3 separate regions of the Zea mays genome follow, and regions 1 and 3 are each linked to region 2. A link is a contact called in public Hi-C data. All regions are on one chromosome and are shown on one strand. The core of a region is the stretch at or near the end of the contact, and the rest is flanking DNA. Distances in the headings are between cores, read along the strand shown. Region 1 holds the start of LOC541778 (CENPCB protein). Region 2 holds the start of LOC100285653. Region 3 holds the start of LOC111589967.

The links. Hi-C and Micro-C count contacts between places; a contact is called where the count stands out from the background.
Region 1: a Hi-C map of tassel shows a contact between it and region 2, with 5 times the contacts expected there. The contact joins the promoter of LOC541778 here to the promoter of LOC100285653 in region 2. A contact is called at or near these places in 12 of 25 Hi-C or Micro-C datasets (bundle sheath, ear, endosperm and 6 more) and 1 of 3 datasets of contacts at active chromatin or transcription factors (leaf).
Region 3: a contact with region 2 is called in a Hi-C map of leaf, with 6 times the contacts expected there. The contact joins the promoter of LOC111589967 here to the promoter of LOC100285653 in region 2. A contact is called at or near these places in 2 of 25 Hi-C or Micro-C datasets (both in leaf).

The regions. Positions count from the first base shown.
Region 1 is chr8:147,929,591-147,932,775 of Zm-B73-REFERENCE-NAM-5.0, reverse strand. LOC541778 (CENPCB protein) reads right to left here and starts at 1,413. Exons shown (of 14, transcript XM_008658427.3): 1 at 976-1,413. The coding sequence starts at 1,101.
Region 2 is chr8:147,708,427-147,711,634 of Zm-B73-REFERENCE-NAM-5.0, reverse strand. LOC100285653 reads left to right here and starts at 1,432. Exons shown (of 21, transcript NM_001158544.2): 1 at 1,432-1,785; 2 at 3,045-3,124. The coding sequence starts at 1,668.
Region 3 is chr8:147,525,787-147,528,787 of Zm-B73-REFERENCE-NAM-5.0, reverse strand. LOC111589967 reads left to right here and starts at 1,451. Exons shown (of 3, transcript XM_023300889.1): 1 at 1,451-1,665; 2 at 1,746-2,071; 3 at 2,286-2,782. The coding sequence starts at 1,451. The coding sequence ends at 2,782. It overlaps LOC111589977 (a long non-coding RNA gene), which reads right to left and starts at 435. Exons shown (of 3, transcript XR_002749049.2): 1 at 278-435.

The DNA.
Region 1 (3,185 bases), core at 164-2,663, 220 kb before region 2:
GAACGAACCACCTGGCGGTGCTCTCTACGGAGGCGCGGACGGTCCGCGACCTGGGGCAGGAGCGGCTCCTCCTCTGCACGCTTTCGGACGGTCCGCGCCTGGGGCCGGACGATCCGTGATAGCGCGGAGGGTCTTCTTCTCCGCGAAGAACCCTAAAGCTCGCTCCGGGAGAGATCCTGTCGAGGGGGAGAGTTCCTAGGTGTTGCTCCGGGTCGGCAGGCCACCCGGTGCTCCTCTAATCGGCGTAGAGTCGAAGAGAGATTGTCGTGGAAGACTAAATTAGATCTAAACATAAGGCTAAATTACTGCTACTCCTAGGAATTGGAAGAACGATACAAATAAGGTAAAATTGATAAGTAGATTTGATTGTATCGATTGTGGGGGGTTCAATCGGTCATAGCCCTTCATCTATATAAAGGGGAGGTCTGGACCCGTTATAAGTCGGCCTTCGAGTTAATCCCGCAAGAAATCCAGAATCCTAACTGATTCTGCGCACGCGCGGACGGTCCACGCCGCTACCGCGGACCGTTCGGCCTCAGGGCCGGACCGTCCGCCTGGACATTTTGGTACTCAACAGGTACCAACAAAATATTCCGGTCTAACATTAAAACCCTAAATCTAGATTATAGGGTAGCCCACCAAATCTAGATTATAGAACAGTCCATTACAGTGTAGTATATTTGAGGCACTTGAGAGAGTCTCCTATATTTTTTTGACAAAATTTTATAAAATACGACATTGTTGGAGTAATTTTTACCGTGTAGAGTTCTATATTTCAATTTGAGGCAGCCTTCGTTGGAGATGCTCTAATAGACCTAGAAAGGGGGCAACGACTCAAGCTCTAAATGGAAAAATGAACGCAGAACCCTATACCCCTAGCGACTATCGAGATGGACCTCCTTGTCAGGCAACCCCAAGCACGCGTGGCGGCGATTCGAGCCTGGGTATCATGCCTCAAAGGGCGAGTGCACGTACCCGCGACCGGGCGAGTGCGATGGCCTCGAGGAGCGCACCGCGGACCTTCGAGGGGGTGGGGCCAAGGGTCCGCGGAAGGAGCCGCGCAGGCGAGGTGATGGCGCAGAGAGGGTCGGCGGCGTCCATGCGGTTTCCCGGAGGAGCAGCGCCGCGCGTCGATCACGCATTCACGCGTCACGCCGCCGCGCTGGGATTCGAAGCGACGCCGGAGTGAGTAGAAAGTTGCTCGGGAGCGTGGGTGGGGATTGCCAGATCGGGAGTTCAAAAATTGAAACGGGGCATCAGGACGGGAGAGTGACTCCCGAGTGAGTGACTGTTCCATAGAGGCAGCTCAGACTGTGTTGGACTGTGTTGGTACTTTGGTTCGTGCCCAAACTTTTCACATATTGCCGCCGGCAAAACAACCCCCCTCCATTCAAGTACAGTCGCTAGAGGTGTACATTCTAATAGGTTGGTCCGAAAAAGAAAAAAAACACACGATCCAGATGCAACATGGCTCAAAATAATTTAGCGTCGAGCCGGCTGGGCCCGATATATCGAACCAGACTTGGGTCGAGATCATGGCTCACGGACGAGCAAGGTATGACTCATTTAAGGCAGGCACGAAATGGTCTATATAAAGGTACGAAAAGACACATATATTAATTAAAACTGTATTTCATTCTATATTTTTATGTACTTGATAAATAACGCAAAGTTAGAGATAACGCTAGTTAAATATTTTTTAGATTTAAAATAGACTATATGGTGTAATTTTACTTTTGCTATGAAAATTAGACAATGAGCTGAACTTACAAACTCTGTGTGGAGCTAGTTATATGTTTTCTCCTTATAACAAAAAGATCTTTTAACGATATAGTCATTACATAGTTCTACTAACTTAATAGAAATATTAAGTTTTTTGTCAAAATTATTTATCTTAGTTTAATACTCATCTCAAGAGAGCAATCAAGTGAATAGTTCTCATCTCCTCTCTCCCTACTCTCAAACATGGGTTTATTTACTCTAACACATATTATAGACCAAGTTTGTGTTGGGTTGAGCAAAATTTCCAAGATCATCTATTCACCCCCTCTCTAGGTGCTCTCAGCTTCACGAGCCATGGGACCTCCAGTCGGCCATGTACTAGGCCTGGGCCTTCGAGACCCGCTCAGCTGCGTCACCACTAGCCTCGGCGGTGCGAGGCACCAATTCCCCACCGCGCTAGAGCCAGACTGTGTAAACTCGAGCGCTGCAGCAACCGCCCCCAGCACGTAGGCGGCGTGCCAACCCCAGTAGAAGCTGACAGCCATGCTCGCCAGTTCTGTCGTCTCTCCCCTACCAAACAGCAAGAGTGGCACCGTCAAGGGCTCAGCTATAACTATGACGAGTCGTGCGTCCGAGGCCACATCTTTCAACACCTCTTCTACTTGGGTCGACCGACTTCATTAACGATGATATCCCAACCAATATCTTTGCTACAACAGGTCCTCATAACCACGACGTTGTGGCAGGGACTACTCCCGGTGGATGAATTTTCGACGCCTCTACCCCAACTTTCAACTCGAGGACGAGTTGTTTTTGTAGACATGGAGAGATGTTATGATCGACATCAACTATAAGAGACATTGGGGTCAGGATCAGAAGGCTTAAGGGCCAAGTTATCATTATATAAGGAGATAGCTATTAGAAGCTATTAGATAGGAGTTAGTTAGATAAGATAAGATGAGAATCTATTAGATATGAATTAGTTAGATAAGATAAGATGAGAGACTAAAAAACAACTATATATGCCTCTATTTGGAATAAAGCAAAAGCAATTATTATTGCCCGCTTCCCTATAGAGCAGGGCAAACCCTAGTCGCCACCCCTTCTTCCTCCTCTCGCTTGCAACCCACTCCGTGAACAGTAACGTTGAAAGTCGCCTAGAGGGGGTGGATAGGCGAAACCTGAAAATTAAAACTTTATCCCCCAACTAGATCCCTTGATTAGTGGTTAGAACAAGATATACAAATATAGGAGTATACAAACTAAGTTCTTGCTTGAAAAGAGTATTGCTAAATAATGCGGGAGTGATAAATCAATACAACTAATAAGTTATAGAATAACAAAGCAAGAAGCCTTAGATGAGAAGAGCACTAGGACAAGTTCTTTCTTGCAACGTGTTGCTTCACTAAATGGGAATTTAACTTGAAGCAACACCAAATGATATTAGCAAATAATGGTGCAAG
Region 2 (3,208 bases), core at 183-2,682:
TATACATCTCGACCCTAATAGGATAAAAATCAGTCAGGATGGTGAAATATAGAACAAGCAGAGAAAGTGAAGATCTATAGAACTTATAAATGCTGACCTTATCATATTGAATCTCTAATATAATCACTGTGATGCCGACCAATGACTTTGAGCTTGTCAAATGGACACTAAGGATGTTGTATTTGCAAAAATTTAAATTGGGCAAATCATTCGATGTAAGTACCATATACTGTGGAATGGCAAGGAAAAGGTTCCTACTTAAGTTTCTTCTTGACAACTAACTTAACAACCCGGTCGCCTATCCAATTCAAGTTAGTGTCTCTAGGAAAGTGATCAACATAGGAAATAAGTAGCTTTAATTGATAGATGATAGTGGTAAAAAAGATCAGGAAAATGTAGAAAAACTAAGTGGATGTATAAAACAATCACCTTTGTTATCATAAGTATAATAGGATTAGCACCAGCAAAATCGATACATGTGCGAGGAAACTCCCATTGAAGTCGATGATGTCAACCTTCACGGAAACTATAATGAGTGAGAAGAGAAAAGAGAATGGAGCAATATGTGACAAGTTGTTTACCAATTTGACTATCAGTGCTTATGACAGCTTCCCTGAACTATTGTGTTGAACTATCTCTTGTTGTATTAGACTATCTTATGCTATTTGAAAACTAGCTTTTGTTGTATTAGACTATTATGTGATTCGAATCTTGTCATCATGTTTGAATTTTATTGGACTATTGTATGATCTAAATTTATTGCTATATTATTATGTTGAACTATGTTCCATACAATGCTCGTCTATAATTGTTTTGTTCGCGAACTAAATTGGAACAAACGATAAGCAATTCATGTTATCGGACCAAATAATATCTATATCAATCACCTATTCACCAAATAAATATCCGGTCTATGAATCCATATATGTTCCGTATGTAACTATCTATATTTAATCCCGAATCCGATTAAAATACAATACGATAGGATATGATTTTGAATGATCTACTATGGCCCTGTTTGGCACAGCTTATTTTCAGTTTCTTCACAAATTTAAGCAGAAGTTCTGCCAAACAGACAACTTCTGCAGCAGCTTATCAGTTCAGCAGCTTCTCAAAATGAACTAAAAGCAACCAACAAGCAGAAGCTGCTTTCTACCAGCTTATCAGATAAGCAGCTTTTTCAACAAGCAGCAGCTGTGCCAAACAGAGCCTATCTATCCATCCATATATGCTCGTTTTCACTCTAGACTGCTAGACCTATGTACGCATAGCTGATGGCGTGTCTATATATCTACGTGTTTGTGTGTGACTGTGTGCAGTTTTGAACCTAAAGCGGCCAAGCCCAGACGATTCACAAAGGCAAGTCTGGAAAAAATGTTGAATTGAGGGATTTGGGCGTATAAATGGCCCCCTCCCTTTCCAAACCCCTCCTCCGTCTATCCCCACAGCCGCCTTGCCTCCATTGTCTCTCCACTCCCTTCTCTTCCCTCTCACCTCCTAAAACCTCCATTGCCCGCGCGCACGAGCGCCCGCGTCGAGGACTCCAGCTCGTGTGTCCGTGCGAACGCGCGGTTTTCTTGTCACGAACTGTCGCTCCGGTCAGGGGATTGAGGAGGTGGGGCGGCGGCGGCGGATTTGTCGGGCCCGAGATTCCCGGACAAGGAGAAATGAAGTACGTCCTTGTCACCGGCGGGGTAGTGAGCGGCCTGGGCAAGGGCGTTACAGCCAGCAGCATCGGCGTCGTCCTGAAGGCGTGCGGCCTCCGCATTACGTCCATTAAGATTGGTACGTGTCCCCCGCCGCCGCCGTCTCCTCCTTACCTAAACGAACCGCGCGTACCTTCCGTTTTAAAACCTGGAACGGCGCGTTAGGGTTGTCATTCGACCTAAGGTTGGGGGTGGTTCTGAGCTTTCGATCCGTTCCGGCAACATGGGCCGGCAAAAGATTTGGTTTTGGAGCGATACTCGTGGCGGGGACTGTGGGTGGAGGTTGGTGTGCGGAGGACCCGGGTTCCTGGTCGAGTTAGGTGAAAAGTCCCTCTTTTGAACCTTCCGCTCAGTGCTATTGCCGTTGTATTCGTTGGTGCCTTTGGTTTGGAGGATATGTTGTCAAAACTGGTCTCTGATTTTCATGATAAGTTTGCCAATCTTGCCACTTAAAGACGTTGTGGTTCTTTTCCTTCAAAGACTGCTTTATAGTTGGGTGGCCACCTACTCAGGGTTATCCTTCGTGCGAATGGGGTTTCCCTTCCTCCTGATATTGTTTAGGAGAAGAATATATTTATGGAGGGATGACACTTCCATTTGACTTTGTAGTGGTCTTAGGGAATGTTCTGCTTAAGCCATAAATCTTTGGAGTTTGAACAATGGTGGTTTATTCATGATTTGCCTGATATTCTAGAACATTGTGGTTTATTTTACTTCACTGGTTGGTCGTCAGCGCTTATGCCTGGGCAAGTGCCTCCGGCAATATGTTCTCTTTAGTATTTTTAACAGAAATGGCTTAATATGTTCACGTTTGGGACAATAAATTTGCCTTTTTTGGATGCCCATAAATTTGCCTCGACTCTCATTAGTTGAGCACAATTTTTGGTTCTCGATGCTGTGGCCATGGAAACAAGGTAGTTGGAGAAGACTAGGTTTCACCTCCTATGCTTGTCTCTGTCTTCCAGATATATTATGCTATAGAGGGCTTGCCGCTGCTGATTTAGATATCACATGACACCAATGCTGATTTAGTTATCTTCATGCCACGAACCTATGGATGCCAGCTCTGCACTGCGGTATCTTTTGACTTAATTCAATCTAATGTTACATGTTTTGATTGGCAATACTTATTCTTATCCAGTACCCACCTATACCCTTTGTTTTTGCTGTTGTTGCCTTGTGACTCTTGTACTAATGTTGCCCTTGTGCCTTGATTGTGACCTTTGCCATTGTAAAATCTATGGTGGCAAGCCAGCTATTGCTTGCACTGATGCTTTAGTTGCTTGTGTTCGTCTTCATGTGGTTGACATGTTCTCATTGAATTACCTGAATATGCAGATCCTTATCTTAACACTGATGCTGGGACTATGTCTCCATTCGAACATGGTGAAGTGTTCGTACTGGATGATGGTGGCGAGGTATTGATATTGACATGTCACAAAGTCAAATTTTGCTAGGCACAGCACTTGTTAACCCATCTAATTTAAGTACTTATTTTGTGC
Region 3 (3,001 bases), core at 202-2,701, 180 kb after region 2:
AGAATAAAAGGCATTTAAAAGGAATAATTGTTGTTTTAAATTGGAGAGCTGGTTTGGGCATTTTAGCGAATAATTGGAGTGCATGGCTGGAAGAGGTGGAGAAAAGGACACTTTCATGTATGGAAACCCTCGTAGGGACAAAGATCCTGCAAGGAGATGCTGACAAGGACACAAACAAGTGAGGTTTTGCACATCCATTCAACAAGAGATCTCAGATTTCCCAAGGGATCGAATACACCGAAGAACAAGGAGAGAGCACATCAGCTGAGAAACTTACCAGAGAAGAAAAGGAGGAGGAGCAAGTGATGAGAATGCTAGATGATAGGAGGGTGGGTCGCTGGTGGTGAGTTGGACAACAACTCGACAAGAGAGGAGAGGCGGCGCCACCGGTAAGGAGAGGCTCAAGCGGCAGCGCGGAGAAGAAAGGAGGAGCACACACGAGGAAGATGAAGCGATGAAAAGAAAATGGAGACTGGGCCTGAGCGAGAGAAAAATTAGAAACAACGGTTATGGGTACACCAGACAGGCAACAATAGACTGTCTGGTGCGCACCAGACAACCTGCATAGAGGTAGTTGCAAACCAACACTAAGCCTGAGCACCGAACAGTGCACAGTGCATTGTCTAATGCACACGGGACAATCCAACGAGCCCAGACAGAGAAAAGTTTGAATCTTTTCTTCTGTATTGCGCACCAAACCAAATCCTAACTTATAAGCACACAAAAGAACACCTGTTGGGATAAATATTGACACCCTCACATATTCTCTCAAATTTTTAAAGTATTCTGCGCTTCTTCTTAGACCGTCTCTAACAGGTATCTTAAAACAGGGGATACTGAATTATAGATAATATTGTTTATACTGTTTACAGAGGATAAAGTGAAGTTTAGAATACATGGACTCAGAGCATCTCCAAGAGATTCCTAAAAAAATATCCCCAAAAAGTAGTTTTGATAGCAGTCTAAAAACTATTTGAGCGTACGGTTTATGTGTTATGTCCAACAATACACCTAAATATAGACGTAAACTTTTACATAGGCCATGATCTGTTCAGCCCATATTTGTTTATGGGCCATATTCATTCACATCTCACGCCTTGTTGAGCCCATAGTTCAAAGCCCACGACATGGTCAGCCTATATGCGGTCAATCCATTGATGCAAATTCTGATTGTTTTCTTTTGCATGCGCCGGCGCCGCCTAGTTCTACAGCGGAGAAGATTTCCTGTAACGCGGTAGAAGATTCCTCCACCGCGCTTGTGAATTTCCTCTACTGGCTGAATTCCAGGTACTTTAATAAAATTTTGCTTTAATAATTCAAGTATATTGATTGCACATCGTGCCATCACTAGGGCCTTTGAAGTTTATTGATTGGCGCATATGAATTAAATATACCGATTGGTAAATAGCCCTTATGGTGATTAAAAAACGGTTTTAATAATTTTGATAGGATGAGTCGGCGATCTCTATTGCAACAACAATTAGATTATGAGTTTTTTATAACCATAGCACAAGTTTTAAAAGAACATAATAATGAACCAAAGCATGGTGGTTCTGTCATCGGCCATAAAGTTGTTCATTGTAAGGGAGAAGCTGCACACCAAAGATTATATGAAAATTACTTCTCAGATGATCCTATGTATGGACCAGAATTCTTCAAACGAAGGTTTATACAAAATACCAACTTATTGTGTTACCATCATGTCATATATTATATATTGTATAATTTTGTTATCCAATGTGCAGGTTTAGAATGAGTCGTCCACTATTCTTGCGCATTATGAATGCAATACAAAATCATGATAATTACTTCGTACAGAAAAGAAATGCAGCTAATGTACTTGGTTTGAGTTGTTTACAAAAGGTAACTGCTGCATTTCGTATGCTTACTAATGGGGTAGCCGTTGATGCCACTGATGAGTACATTTGTATTGGAGAAAGTACCGCTATCGAGAGTCTGAGAAATTTTGTTAAGGCAGTGGTCGAAATTTTTGAAAATGAGTACTTGAGATCACCTAATCAGAATGACACAAGTCGCTTACTAGAGATTGGAGTGGGGAGATGTTTTCCTGGTATGCTGGGCTCCATAGATTGCATGCATTGGAAGTGGAAGAACTGCCCAACAACACATCATGGTATGTTTTCTGGTCACGTTTGAGAACCTACAATTATCTTAGAAGCGGTCGCATCTAAAGATCTCTGGATTTGGCACACCTTTTTTTGGTTTACCCGGATCTCACAATGATATCAATGTTCTATAACGCTCTCCACTATTTGCAAACTTAGCTGAAGGTCAAGCGCTAGAAGTGAATTATAACATAAATGGTCATGCTTACAAAATGGGGTATTATCTTGCAGATGGTATATACCCATCATGGGCCACATTTGTAAAGACTATATCACAACCACAAGGAAATAAGAATAAATATTTTGCAAAAGCACAGGAGGCAGTAAGAAAGGATGTTGAACGAGCCTTTGGAGTCCTACAAGCTCGCTTCGCCATTGTTCGAGGACCTGCTCGTTTATGGGACATGGAGGCATTGGCATACATAATGAAGTCCCGTGTAATCATGCATAACATGATTATTGAAGATGAGGGAGATGTCGATCCAGAAGAACGATTTGATTCCCTAGAACACAATGTTCAACCTTCTCATTTTGCGACACCTGACCTTATGGAATTTATCGAGATACACAAGAATATAAGAGACAATGAAGTTCATCATCAATTACAAGAAGATTTAGTGGAGCACCTCAGACAGCATAAGCCAGATACATATTGAGTAACATTTTAATTTTTTTTATTGTAACTAGGATTTATTAATCAGTGTGCCTTAGCATAATAGTGAATACTGCTTCGAACAGGTTCACTATGTCCCAAACAAAGCCCATGCACAAAACAGATGCTACCACTTGAAACTTCGAACAGGTGAACCATCACTACATAACTGTTGTCACTTGCACAGGCCAGTGAGATTTGTAGAAAGCAAATTGTTTGGACA